Regions from separate parts of the Zea mays genome. Here region 2 is linked to region 1. A link is a contact called in public Hi-C data. All regions are on one chromosome and are shown on one strand. The core of a region is the stretch at or near the end of the contact, and the rest is flanking DNA. Distances in the headings are between cores, read along the strand shown. Region 1 holds the start of LOC100281419. Region 2 holds the start of LOC100274496 (Protein kinase superfamily protein).

The links. A called contact is a pair of places that touch in the nucleus more often than the background predicts.
Region 2: a contact with region 1 is called in a Hi-C map of bundle sheath, with 3 times the contacts expected there. The contact joins the promoter of LOC100274496 here to the promoter of LOC100281419 in region 1. A contact is called at or near these places in 2 of 25 Hi-C or Micro-C datasets (bundle sheath and endosperm).

The regions. Positions count from the first base shown.
Region 1 is chr1:258,576,626-258,583,123 of Zm-B73-REFERENCE-NAM-5.0, forward strand. It overlaps LOC100281419, which reads right to left and starts at 2,586. Exons shown (of 9, transcript NM_001361494.1): 1 at 2,412-2,586; 2 at 1,473-1,605; 3 at 500-1,367; 4 at 287-391; 5 at 113-178; 6 at 1-15. The coding sequence starts at 1,528.
Region 2 is chr1:259,125,369-259,132,358 of Zm-B73-REFERENCE-NAM-5.0, forward strand. It overlaps LOC100274496 (Protein kinase superfamily protein), which reads left to right and starts at 5,077. Exons shown (of 7, transcript NM_001148854.1): 1 at 5,077-5,543; 2 at 5,666-6,176. The coding sequence starts at 5,888. It overlaps LOC111590566 (a long non-coding RNA gene), which reads right to left and starts at 5,540. Exons shown (of 2, transcript XR_002749691.2): 1 at 4,877-5,540; 2 at 3,220-3,993.

The DNA of each region.
Region 1 (6,498 bases), core at 1,336-3,835:
TGACGCCTTGTCCGTCTGCTCACGTAATGCAATAACAAGATTCTTGTTACTATACTGTTTAGTTTACTATATATGTAAAGGGAGAGCTCTTGTCCAGTGCAGTCTAAGGAACCTTGTTGCAGTGAGGTATGAGCTCTTGCAGGGCTCTCATCTTCTCGTTTATCCTGTCTCGTCTCCTCTGCAACATTGTTGGGACCAAACAAAAACACCCATGTCAGAGACCGTCGTCGACTGTTCAACGAGGCAACAGCTAGCAACAAGTTGTCGTCGTCAGAGTCACACGCACCCGCTCCGACAGGTTGTGCACTTCGGCGGCGCGGCTCCTCCGCGCCGTCGTCATCTTCTGCGGCGGCTTGCGCGCCAACATCGCGGCGGACCCCGACTCCGCGTCCTGCACCACCGTAGCATTGCCGGCGGCCCAGGCCCGTTATTGCTAGTATTAAACAACAGTGATAGACGGATCGACGAGGCACTGATCGTAAAGTTCAAAGGGCGAGACCTCGCTGGGACTCTCCGAGTCCTCGGTGTCGAGCCGCTTGCGCTTGCTGCTCCGGTTGCTGGTGCTCGCGGGCTCCGTGGTGGTGGTTGTGGTTGTGGTGGTGGCGGCGCCGAAGCAGCAGTAGTTGGACCGCCCCGACGAGGACGCCTCGTGGCCCCTGCCGCCGCCCACGGCGTTCGCGTTCGCGCTGCCCACCGCCGACGGCAGCGCGGCGGACCCGGACCCGTCGCCGCGGGCGGTTCCGGAGCCGGACGCGGACGCGCGCCCCGGCGCGCACGCCGCGCGCTGCACCAGGACCTGGTTGCTCCCGCAGATGCTGGACCCGATCGCGCTCAGCATCGACGACGCGCCGGCCTCCGCCCCCGCACGGACGAGGCCCGGCAGGTCCCCTCCGGCATTGTCGCCGCCGTTGGCCAGGCTCATCGTCGTCTGCTGCCTGGAGCAGGACGCGGGCGTCGACTTGGGAGGCGGCATCAGGTCGCACGGGTCCCCCGCCGACACCGCGCACGCCCCGCCGCCGCCGCGCCTGTCGTCCTCTGCTGGGACTGGGACGTCCCCGCCGCACGACTTGCCGCCGGCTTCGGTGCCGGTTCCACCACCAGAGGCCGCCGGCGCCGCATCCGCCGCCGCCGGTGCCGGCGTCGGTGCCTCGCAGAAGAACTCCGAGAAGATGTCCTTGTCCAGCGAGTCGGCCAGCGCGAAGGGGAACCACAGGCCGCCCTCGTCTTCCTGCGGCACGGACGCGGGGGCTGGTGGAGCCGCCACTGCCGCCGCCTTCTCCGGCCTCGGCGGCACCTTCCGGTGGCTCTGGCTCTGCATGACGACATGGCCGTTGCACCATAGCAGCTCGATGAGGTCGTCTTCTTCGCTGCACCAACGCAAGAACACAGCAGAATCTTCGTTATCCTTCCTCCCTCTCCGCGTCACGGTCTCCATGGATCATCAATTAGGGGGGGATCAGAGTAGTGCTCACCCGAGCGGCCTGGAGGTGTCTCCCATGTTGCTCCAATCAGGGACGAACTGGTTCATCGCTCAGATGGCCAGCACAACACAACCATCGATCGATGAGAAGCCGCCAATCACTTCGTGTTCAGTCAGAGCTCACACTGCAAGAAGCAGGGGGAACGTGCATGGGAACTCAAAGCATGATCTTAAAAATTGCTGCCAGCCTTTATGCAACTGTCAATGGAGGAGAAAAAAAACAGTAAACAATGACGTCTCCTGTCCAGGATCTTGCTTGCACCACACAAAAGCCTCTGTTTGACCCCAGATGGAGCAAGCGGTGTGTCACTTAATCTATGCTTGTTCTCTATCTACTATCTGCTATGACTGGCAGCTCTGTTCCAACAAGAAAAAGAGATAGGACGCGGGAATACGATAAATCCGCAGGCCCCACAACAGGGTACACGGATCGGGGGGAAAGCAGGGCATGTGAACAGTGGGGGTGCAAGAACATAACACGCTAACACAGTGATTTGATGGATATATTAAGAGGGAAGAAAACAGAGAAGAAGCGGAAAAAAAAGGAGGATAGGCGTGTGGTGTGGACACCCACATACTCGCGAGGGGAGAAGCACCTGCCTGCTCAGGAGCAGCAACCAAACACGCGGAAAGGTTCTTTCTTTTTGTTATTATTATGTATCGTAGTAATGGAATCGCGATCGATATATAGCAAGAACAGCGGAGAGGAGAGGAGAGCAGATGCTTCGTTGAATTTTTAGCAGAGGACCTTTCTGTCAAGAAGTGTAAAGTTGAGATTGCACGGTGAGAATGGACGGATGACGGTGAAAGTATCATATCAGATTTCGTAAGAAAAAAAAGACGGAGAAGAAGAACAGCTGCGCAGTATGTATTATAGAAGAGAAAGAATTCGAGGGAGAAAGAGAAGCAAGAATCAGAAAAGACCAAGTACCTCTGCAGAGCTAGCTTGGAACCCGGCTTATCGAGGGAGAGCAGACAGCAGACTGCAGAGCGCGGCCTCGATGCTCAGCGCAGACGGTTGCTGCAGGCCTCTGTGACTCGACCTCGCTTCTTCCACCCTCTACAGCCTAGAGCTGGAGCTGTGCTGTGATGAGAGAGAGAGAGAGGTAGACAGCGCGACGGGGAAGTGAGGGAGAGAAGGGAGGGTTGCTTTTATGCAGCGGAGGTGTTGAGCACGCAGAGGCAGACGCAGCAGCATTGCGGTGTGGCTGGACTGAGGTGGATTCCCGCGGACAGGGACGCGCGAGAGCGATGGGAAAGCGGGAGCGAGATGGGCTGATGCTACGGTGTGGTAGAGGAGGTGTAGGGGTCCGGCCGCGCCCGGGGCGAATGATTAGGCGATCGAGCCGGCAGAGCCAGGGCCGCGGGGGCCCCGCGCGGGGGGCCCTTGCAGAGCGGCAGCTAGCGTAGCGTAGCGGCGGCGGCGGCGGCATGTGGATGATGCGGACCAGAAGAGTACTCCTTCGGTCCTTCCCTTACTAATCCTTTAGTAGTAGAGAAGAGGACGATCGGGAGGCGGTGTGCGCGTGCCGTGCCCGTGCATGCCGTTTTGCGCATGCGCCGACACCGCGCAGGTACACTACGGGACTTACCATTTCGAGTAACTAAGACCAACTCCAGCAGCACTCCGCATGCGGCTCCGTATCCGTATTTTGCGGAGTCTAGCACACTATTCATCAGTCCAGCAGGCTCCGCATCCGGCTCCGTAAAACGCACGGCCTGTACCCTGACTCCCCATTTCCACGCTTTCTCTCTTCTCTCCGCAGCTCTCTGCGTGCGCGCGCGCCTGCTGGCGGGCCCCAGGTGTCATAGACTGCATGCGGAGTGGGATGGGGAGTGTTGCTGGAAACGGAGACGGATACGGAGAGGAGAGAGAATGTGTTGGCCGCGCGTTTTAGGGATACGGAGAGGGAGTCTGCTGGAGTTGGTCAACGGGGCCTGTGTGCTAGCTAGCTACGAGCGGACGCTGCTACGTCTACGCTGGTAGCTGCTGCTGTCGGGCGCGGCCACCGTATCTGCGGCTCTGCCTTGCCGGTGCTTCGCCTCGCGCCTGTGCTGACGACGACTGCTGCTAGAGAAGGCACAGCTCAGCTCTCGGTTGTTGCCTGCTCCAGTACTGACGTAGGATGTGGCATTCCACCTCGTTAATCTCTCCCGCCCCTGCTCTCCGTTTTCTCCCGGCAAAGAGAAAGCATTGTTGCCACCAGTCATATATAGTGCTGCGAATATAGTCAAGACTTTTTTTTTTTGCCAGCACGAGCACGGTCTGAAAACAGAAGCCCAAAACACAGTCCAACATGAAATAATATGGGCCGACTAGCACAGCCCGAAGACAGACTTGAGTCGGGCCTTAAATTCCAGCTCGTCGTCCCAGCACGGCCCGCACAGACGGACCAGACTTGGACCGGCACGGCCCAATAAAACCCAAGTTATTTAATTACTTTAATTTGGTAAGCTAGAGACTTTATATTGTTGTGATATTTAGAGTTTATATGGTAAAATGATGTTAGGATTGTTTAATATCTTTAATTTAGTAGGTTATGCACTTTATGTGGTTGTAATATTTTGATTTTATGTGGTCAAATATATGGGCCGGGCTTGGGCCAGCACGGCCCAATAAAGGCACGACATGGTTTAGGGCCGGGTCGGGCCACTGTTTTTACACTTTGAGCTGGCACGACACGACCTAAAAGTTTTTTGGGTTTTTCTGACCCAAACCTGTTTGGCACGAAGCATGATGGGCTTGGGCCGGGCTAGCCCAACCCAATTCCCAGCACCAGTCATATACACAGATAAGCTGCCAGAATAGGCGGGTTGCCATTTGTGTGATCTAGTTTCGATTAAGGCTCCGTTTCATTGTACAGAACTAAATTTTAGTCCCGTCACATATGATTGTTTGATCCTAGTTACAAGTATAAAATATAGTCTAATTATAAAACTAATTACATAGATGGGTGAAGGTCATGAAGAACATATATTTATCATCGACAAATATAAAAACATAATTTCAAATGTAATATCATGCCATTTATTAATTTCGTATTGAATGTACAAACAATATCTAGATACACATTGTATTGATAGCTTCGGCTTGCATGAAGGTAAAGGCGTGAATGCAGTTACAATCCAGCGTGAACAGTACGGGGCTACTGTTCACCTATTTATAGGCAATCGTACAACTTCGTACGATATTATATTCATATCATCGAAGATTACATACAAGGTTTACAAATGTCATGGGGACAATTTTGTCATTTGCACCTAGCAGTTTGAATCAACACCTTCTTCCTACGCCACCTTTCCGCGTCATCGTAACGAAGCTTGCTTCGTCACACTTCCATTGATCAAAACCGAAGCTTTTCTGGTACCGAAGCTCCTGTAACACTTAATAATATATAAAAAACAAGTAGTTAGTCGTGTTTTTGAGGACCTTCGGAAGACGAAGGCCCCCAACAGCAGCCCATCGCAGTATTAGTTTGTTTCTGAAAAGGAAATGGCCTCAACATTTTCTATAATCGATTTTGGTGTTTGACGTCCATCACAAACCGTGTGGACTAACTAGTTTGCCTAGTCAATATTTTCTCAGGTGCATAAAGTTCACATATACATACAAAGAAAATGACCTTGGGGCAATTCTACAAAGTTTGGAGCAAACAAGATTTGGTGCAGCCAGTGGACAGAAGACTTCAACGGTCAATAGTTCCAAACCCCAACGGTCGGGTGACGTGGCACTCACCGGACACTGAACGGTGGAGTGTCTGGTGCACCACCAGATTGTTCGGTGTGCCCGTCGACAGCAAAGTTAGCCGACGGCTAGAATAGTGGTTGGGACTATAAATAGCCCCAACCACCGCCATTCAAGCAATCAAAGCCTCCCAACTTATTTATTCAATACTAGAGCAAAAGAATACACTCCAAAGACACAATCAAAGCATCAAATCCTCTCCAAGCTCCAAAATCAAGTCAAGTGTTCAAAAGTGCTTAGTGACTTGAGAGAGGGTGATCTGTGTATCTTTTGTTGCTCTTGATGCTTGGTTGCTTTCTTCTTCTCACTGTAATCTTTCCAAGTGCTTTGTAAAGCTAGAAAGAGACACCTAATTGTGTGGTGATCCTTGCGGGGTCTTAGTGACCCATGTGATTAAGAAGAAGCACTCGACCAGTCTAAGTGACCGATTGAGAGAGGGAAAGGGTTGAAATAGACCCGACCTTTGTGGCCTCCTCAACGGGGAGTAGGTTCTTTGGAATCGAACCTCGGGAAACAAATCACCATGTTCACTTTTGTAGATCTTCACTATTTAATTTGTTTCTTCCCTCTCCTCTCTCTCTAAAGTTCTCTTGCTCACATTGGTTTGAGTTTGCTCCCAAAGTTATCCGTATTGATTGAGCAACTCATAGCAAGAAGAACTATCTTCCGCACTCTGAATTATTTCTAACACTAACCCCGGGTGTAGTGCGTGTTCAAAGTTTATAATTTTTCAGGTTTCGCCTATTCACCCCCTCTAGGCGACTTTCAATTGGTATCAGAGGCATGTTCTTCATTAGAGTTTAACAACTCAAAGTGATGCCGGGAGAACATGCCAAAAGAGAGATGGTGACCGGGGAAAATCTCGGATCTTTGGGAAAGAAGAATGAAGAAAGGACTCAGTCGAAGGAGGTCGGCGACAAGCATAAAGAGCACAAGGAGGAATCCGCCGGCTCCATCAAGTCACATAGGAAAGATGACAAGAAGAAAAAGAAAATAAAGAAGGTGGTCTACTATGAGACCGATTCTTCCTCAACTTCCACATTCGGCGTCGAGTCCACATCTTCGAAGCGCCAAGAGCGTAAGAAGTATAGTAACATGCCTCTTCGCTATCCTCGCATTCCTAAACGCGCTCCTCTACTTTCTGTACCCCTAGACAAACCACCATATTTTGATGGTGAGGATTATTGTATGTGGAGTGATAAAATGAGGCACCATCTAACCTCACTCCACGAAAGTATATGGGATATTGTTGAGTTTGGAGCCCAGACACCAT
Region 2 (6,990 bases), core at 3,827-6,326, 550 kb after region 1:
TGCCAAGGCTATGGCTAATGTGTATTCAAGTGTATTTCTACTAAGCCATAGATTGAAATGGAGTCTTCGGCGACGACAAGGCTTCCACTTCACTCTATCGGTATCAATTACCCTTCGCCGTTACTCCACACCACTCTTCAATTGGTATAATCTTCACTCATATTTTTTACCAGTGGAGGAGAAAGTAGAAGGGCTCTCAAAAGACTCCGTTTTTGGCGATTAATGCCAAAGGGGAGAAATATTAAGCCCAAAGCAAAAGGACCGCACCACCACCAAATTAAAAAAAATCAAGAATTTTTCAAATTGGTATCAAATGAATTTGATCTCTTTCAATTGGTATTTACAAAAATTTGGTAAAACCCTCTTGAACACTAAGAGGAGCATTTCATTCAGGGGGAGTTTTGTTTAAGTCAAAGGAAAAGCATTTGAAACGGGGGAGAAAATTTCAAATCTTGAAAATGCTTCTCAAAATCTTATTCATATACCTTTGACTATTTGCAAAAAGACTTTGAAAAGATTTTCCAAAAAGAGTTTGCAAAAACAAAACAAGTGGTGCAAGCGTGGTCCAAAATGTTAAATAAAAAAAGCAACATGCATATCTAATAAAAAATATAAATTGGTTAATTCCAAGCAACCTTTGCACTTACCTTATACAAACTAGTTCAATTCTGCACTTATATATTTGCTTTGGTTTGTGTTGGCATCAATCACCAAAAGGGGGAGATTGAAAGGGAAATAGGGTTTAACCTTTTTCTAAATGATTTTGGTGGTTGAATGCCCAACACCAATAATTGGACTAACTAGTTTGCTCTAGATTATACATTCTACAGGTGCTAAAGGTTCAACATAAACCAATAAGAAGAACAAGTTAGGGTTCAAAAAGACAGGAGCAAAAGAAACCGAAGTGAACCCTGGTCTGGCAAATTGGACTGTCCGGTGTGCCACCGGACTGTGTCCGGTGACCAGGGCCATACGGCTTCAAACTTGCCACCTTCGGGTTTCAGAAGAGCCGCTCCGCTATAATTCACCGGACTGTCCGGTGTGCCATCGGACTGTCCGGTGTGCCAGCGGAGCAACGGCTCCAGCGCAACGATCGACTGTAATGGACACCTGCAAAAGTGCTACAGTGCGTGGACAGTTCGCGCAGAGTCATTGCAGCCGCCAGAAGGCGCACTGGACAGTGAACAGTGCCTGTCCGGTGTCACATGAAGACAAAGCTCCAACGGTCGAAACCGTCAGAACCCTAACGGTTGGGTGACGTGGCTGGCGCACCGGACTGTCCGGTGCGCCCATCGACAACAGCCTGCCCCAACGGTTGAATTGGTGGTTGGGGGCTATAGTACCCCACAACCACCTCCACTCTAACCATCCAAGCATTCACAACAGTGCGTTCAATACAAGAGCAATACACAACACTCCAAGACACAAATCAAAGCCTCCGATCCAATCAAAGTCCACAATTCAACTCTAGTATTTTAGGACTTGTGAGAAGATCGTCTTGTGTTTCTTTGTTGCTCTTGTTGCTTGGTTGACTTTCTTCTTCCTCATTCTTGTTCTCTAGGTGACTTGTAATCAAAGCAAGAGACACCAAGTGTGTGGTGGTCCTTGTGGGGTCTAAGTGACCTGTTTGATTAAGGAGAAAGCTCACTCGGTCTAAGTGAACGTTTGAGAGAGGGAAACAGTTGAAAGAGACTCGGTCTTTGTGACCACCTCAATGGGGACTAGGTTCTTTGGAACCAAACCTCGGTAAAACAAATCACCGTGTCATCCGCTTTATTTTCTTGGTTGATTTGTTTTCCCTCTCTCCCGGACTTGATATTCGCTCTAACGCTAACCCCGGCTTGTAGTTTGTGGATTAAGTTATAAATTTCAGATTTCGCCTATCCACCCCCTCTAGGAGACTTTCACAATAGTGCTTATAGTCATATTTGTCTCATCTCTTGTGTATTCTCTGTAGATTTAGTGTTTGGCGTTCGTTCTAGCCAAACAGAGAGGTGTAGTGTTGCTGCAAGAGTGAGCAATGACCTTGAACAAGTGTTGGTGTTTTGTTCATCTACCGGAGAGCTGCTAACTTGTGATAGTCACATTTCTATTGTATTGCAACCATCATCTAAGATAGTGGAAGACTCGATTTATCACACTGGTGATAAACCTAAGCAACCGGATGGAGTTGTAATAGAGTCAAGTTGGCTAACTCCAACGTGGATGTAGGCAACATTTCAGGCTTGGGCAAACCATGGAAAAAATGATTTGTCTCTTGTCTCTTGCATTGCTTTCTTATTTTCACTTCTCTACTTATCTTTGGTATAAGCTTTATGTGAAGTACATGATATTTTGAGGCAAAGACTCTATTCTGCCGCGATCTACTTGACTTATTTTATTCCGCCGTGATTAACGCTTCGAGTAGAGTAAAAAAATCATTTGAGTTTAAGTTTTTATATTTTCCTATTCACCCCTCTAGGCGACATCCAAGTCCTTAGTACCGTCAAAGGGTACTTTCATAAATTGTCAATCCTTTTGATATATCTGAAACATACTTAGAAACAATTAACAAATCAATATTTTGAAGACATTTGGCCAAAGAGAACCCCCAACAAGAGAGTTGCTAAATGGTAACATGGAGTAAATTTTGTGTGTTCTCCAATAGTTCTCTATTTTAGTTACCAAATATTTTTGGTATACATCTATGCTTCGAGAGTGAACAGAAGCTTGCTACATTTAGCAACAATATAAGGTTTATATTTAGCAACAATATAAGGTTGGATAGGGACTTTATAAATTTAGTCACATCTTTGACATAACCGTTGAACTTCTTAAATTTGTATTTAGGAACATAAGATGCTCGAATTACTCTCTAGGTTTTATTATGACAACCACTTTCTTACTTTGCTTTGCTGCATGAGTAGTCACGATTAGGGATGGTAATGAGGAATTTCTCGTCGGGGAATAGCTCCCCATCCCTATCTCCATCCCCGTAACAAAAAAATCACGGAAATCTCCCCGTTTGCCGTGAGGATAAATCCCCGACGAGGAACCACGTTCTCGCTTAAATTATAATTAAGACATGCATCTTTTATTATTAATGTAAAATATTGTCACTTGTATACATTGACAGAGTAAGAAATTATTATATATACATCAAAATGAATATATTTGTAAAATGAGTAATATTTTGACAATATAATTATTTAGTTTTATTATTAACTAGTACACAAAAACATCGTCACGTACAAATTTAACGGGACCTTACGAGGAACGGGGATGGAGAATGTTTCCTATCTCCGTCCCTGTTTATCCGTCAAAAGAAGAAAATTTTCTGTTTACATTTTTATAGGGGAAGAAACTTCTTCATCGGCTAACAGAGCAATTCGCTGCGAAGAATTAGGAATCGGGCCCACGATCAACGACTCCTTATCTCACGCTCATCCCCCACTAGGCACTACACTGCACTTGGTAATAATATGCTAGTCATGTAGGCGGCTGTCTGAATCTGATGTGAGGTGGGCTCCGAATCGGCCGGCCGGCGAAAAGGAGAGGCCGCCAGGCGCCGGCCGGCCGCCACCCACCATGACGACCATGGTTGCTGCGTGCTCTACCCGGGGCCTCTACCAACTAACGAACGGAACCACTCTGTAGCACAAGAGTTGCTTCAGCCGCAAGCTCTAGTTAGCTTTCTGAATCTCTGAACGTACGCCATTGCGCACCGTCGTCTTGTCTAGCAGAGAGCCATGCATCCTCCATCGCCGGCCATTCGGGATCTTTTTTTTTCGGTGCTGGATCGGATGATCTTGGCTTTAAGGCGGCACCGCCACATGATCCGGTAGTGGGAGCAAAAGCTCGGTCCCTGTCACACACATGCATGGTCTAGGGCTGGGCTGCGTGTCCTGACGTACGCAACACCAGACGTACGTGTGCCTGCTTTATGGTTGGTTCCATGGCTGGTGCTTTCGTTCCTGCGATGCGAGGATAAGAAATGCGAGTGCACCTGCGGTCCTGAAAAGGATACAGATCAAATCAAACTTTGATTATAATTACCAGGTTTACACAAAAAAGGTGCCAATAAATTTATCTTTGTATTTTGTTTCGTAGTATACTTGTCAGCTGTATGTTTGGTTTCCGCCACAACTTTCCTAACTTTCCCGTCTAAATTTAGGGGTTGTTTGATTCTATAACTATGGTGCCAAAAAATTGCCAAACAATGTTATGTCACATTTGCCTAATGTGCATAAGGTTAGTCGCTCAAATTCTACGCCACAGTTTGCCACGCCTAAGAGCAACTCCAATAGTTATGTAAATTTTAGCTCTCTAAATCACAGATTTAAGAAGTGCTAAATGGCTTTTGAAGTAAAAAAATGTGAGTTCTCCAATAGTTCTCTAAATATAGGTTGTAATTTTGTTTTGTATCTATCCACATAAAAAATAAGTCACAAAAACTATATAATGCAGTCAACATTTTTGTTTAGGGAGTTGTTAAATGGTTGACAAATGTAGAGAGAAAATGAGGTTAGATGACAAGTTGTTAAATTTAGAAAGTTCATTTAGAGAACTGTTGGAGAATAATTTTCATGTTAACTACCTAAATTATTGATTTAAGAAGTCTTTTAGAGAACTAATGGAGTTGCTCTAAGCGAATCTTGTCACAATTTTATCGGTCATTGACGAGTGAGACCTACGCAGCAGGAGAAAAATCTTACCATAACTGTGGCTTTAAATTAAACTAAACATATGCATAATTTAGTCAAACTTATCTAATCTTAGATGTGGCGAATCGTGACAAGTTAGACAATAAACCAAACAACTGGGGTTCTTCAACTCAAACGAAAAGCTGTGGCTTCTTAAGCAGGAAACCAACTAGTAGGCAAGTAAAGCAGCCAACCTTTTTGACAGATGAAAATCGAGGACCCACATGTATGAAGATGACTGGCAATCATCTTGGGCATGACTGGCAATAATCTCGAGCGCATGCCGTATGCGAAAGAAAAAATCTCTCGTCTGCAGTCCAGCTTGGACCGTGGGGAAGCAGCATATCCTTTGCGGCCGCAAGAGACGCGGCGTAGAACAAAGGAGCCGCCAAGACGGCAAGGCGCCAAGGCGACCGGACAGGCCTAGGCGAAGCGGGCGCAGCTCCTGCCGGTGGTGGGTAGTGGCCCTAGCAATAAACATCTTGCCCAACCGGCTCTCGCTACGCGCCTACGCTTCGTCAACACCGGAACCGCCCCCACCCCGCCCCGAGCGCCAATTGCACCGCCGCTCCCGGCCAAACCGGCCAAGTCAACGGCGCATCCACTTCTCCTTACCATCCCGGAGGTAATCTTGCGCCGATTCGGTGCCGATTTGCGCCATCCGCGACCGGAGGCTCCGCCGGGTCTTGTGTTCTTGCGGGGCGGGGGCTCAGGACAACCTGGCCTCTGCTTGATTGGATTCGGGGCGTTCGGCGCCTCCAGCTCGCGATCTTTCCTGCCGGTTTCGTCGACCGCTGGTCAACCTGGCCGGTCGGTCCCGGGGGCTCTTCACCTCCGTGCTGCCTGCCACCGTCGCTTTAGGTCGGTATAGTACAGCTGCATCCTCTCTTTACTTGTTGGATTGGATCCACCGGTGTCTATCTCCTCTCCTGCCAGGTCACGGCCTAATTCGTGGAATTTTGTTTGGTGGTGCATATCTCCAGTCAAGTCTCGGCCAAGATTTTAGCTATCTCCGGTCAAAAGGCTTTACCGATTCTTGGATTGGTGGCTTCTTGGGGGCGAGAAGCCGGTTCCTGTTTCGTCTCTTGTGCTCCAGCATGTTCTGTAGCACACCGGTTCCCCATCTCCAGTGAAGGTGTTCGTGTGCTCTTGGTTTTGTGCCTCCCGGAATCGTTCCCGGAAAGCTACTTTTGGCCGCTGCGGCGATGGCGTCGAGCACCAGCGAGATGGCCGAGGGGAAGGAGAAGCTGAAGAGGTCCGGCAGCTTGGGAAGCAACGATACGTATGTGCGTGCAGACAAGATTGATCTTACGAGCCTCGACATCCAGCTGGAGAACCAGCTCACCAAGACCTGGGGCAAAGCCAATCTCAAATCCCAGGGGCCAAAGGAGGAGTGGGAGATCGACCTTGCAAAGCTGGAGATCCGCTATGTCATCGCTCAGGGGACGTATGGCACGGTCTACCGGGGCACCTACGATGGACAGGACGTCGCAGGTATTGATCTAGCTCTGCTTCTTTCAAAGTGTATGATAATGTTGCAGACAGGCTCACTTTGGTAAAAGTCTTATGCTGTCTTATGGATTCAAGGTGAAATAACATACCCCATGACTGAAACAATATACCCCATGATTGAAACAATGCTTCTGTGTGACTACTGACTAGTTCCAGTAGCTTACTTATTGAAGTTTATTCCAATCCAACCTATGGAATGGAAGGCCTTATTATTCGATTTTTTGTGGAAAGTAATACCTGGCATCACTTCTCTGTCTAATCCAGGGTTTGTCTTGATCATTTGTGCTTGAGATGCTGCTACATATGCTTGATTGCGAATTTGCAATGTATCTACTGTTCTTTTGCAACTGCTCCATATGTTCTATCACATTGCGGACTCTAAGATATGCATGCCTTTTTTTTCTTAAGAAGAAACTTTTCCTAACTGAAACTTATGGTTTAGAATGTGCATTTGACCTTAATGGTTGGTGGTTAAAATGCTGACAAATCTGTTGCTTGAATGGAGGAATTCAGTAAGATAGTAAATATGGACTGGTCTGGTTAGACTACATTTAAGCTTGTCGCATGCCTAGAATTTAGACGGGCATGTGTGGCTTTGCATACTCCTAGTTTATGACCTTGCAGCACGAATAGTTTCAGGATATTCTTTCTCGACTTCCCAAAGTATGCATGTGTTCCCATTCTTCCCTCTATTTCTTACTTTTCACTTTTGGGTTGCAGTCCTCCTGCCCCATGCCCCTTAATCAATTTATTGCCAGTCAGAAATGTTTTGATGTTGACCTCTTTTCCTTTTCCT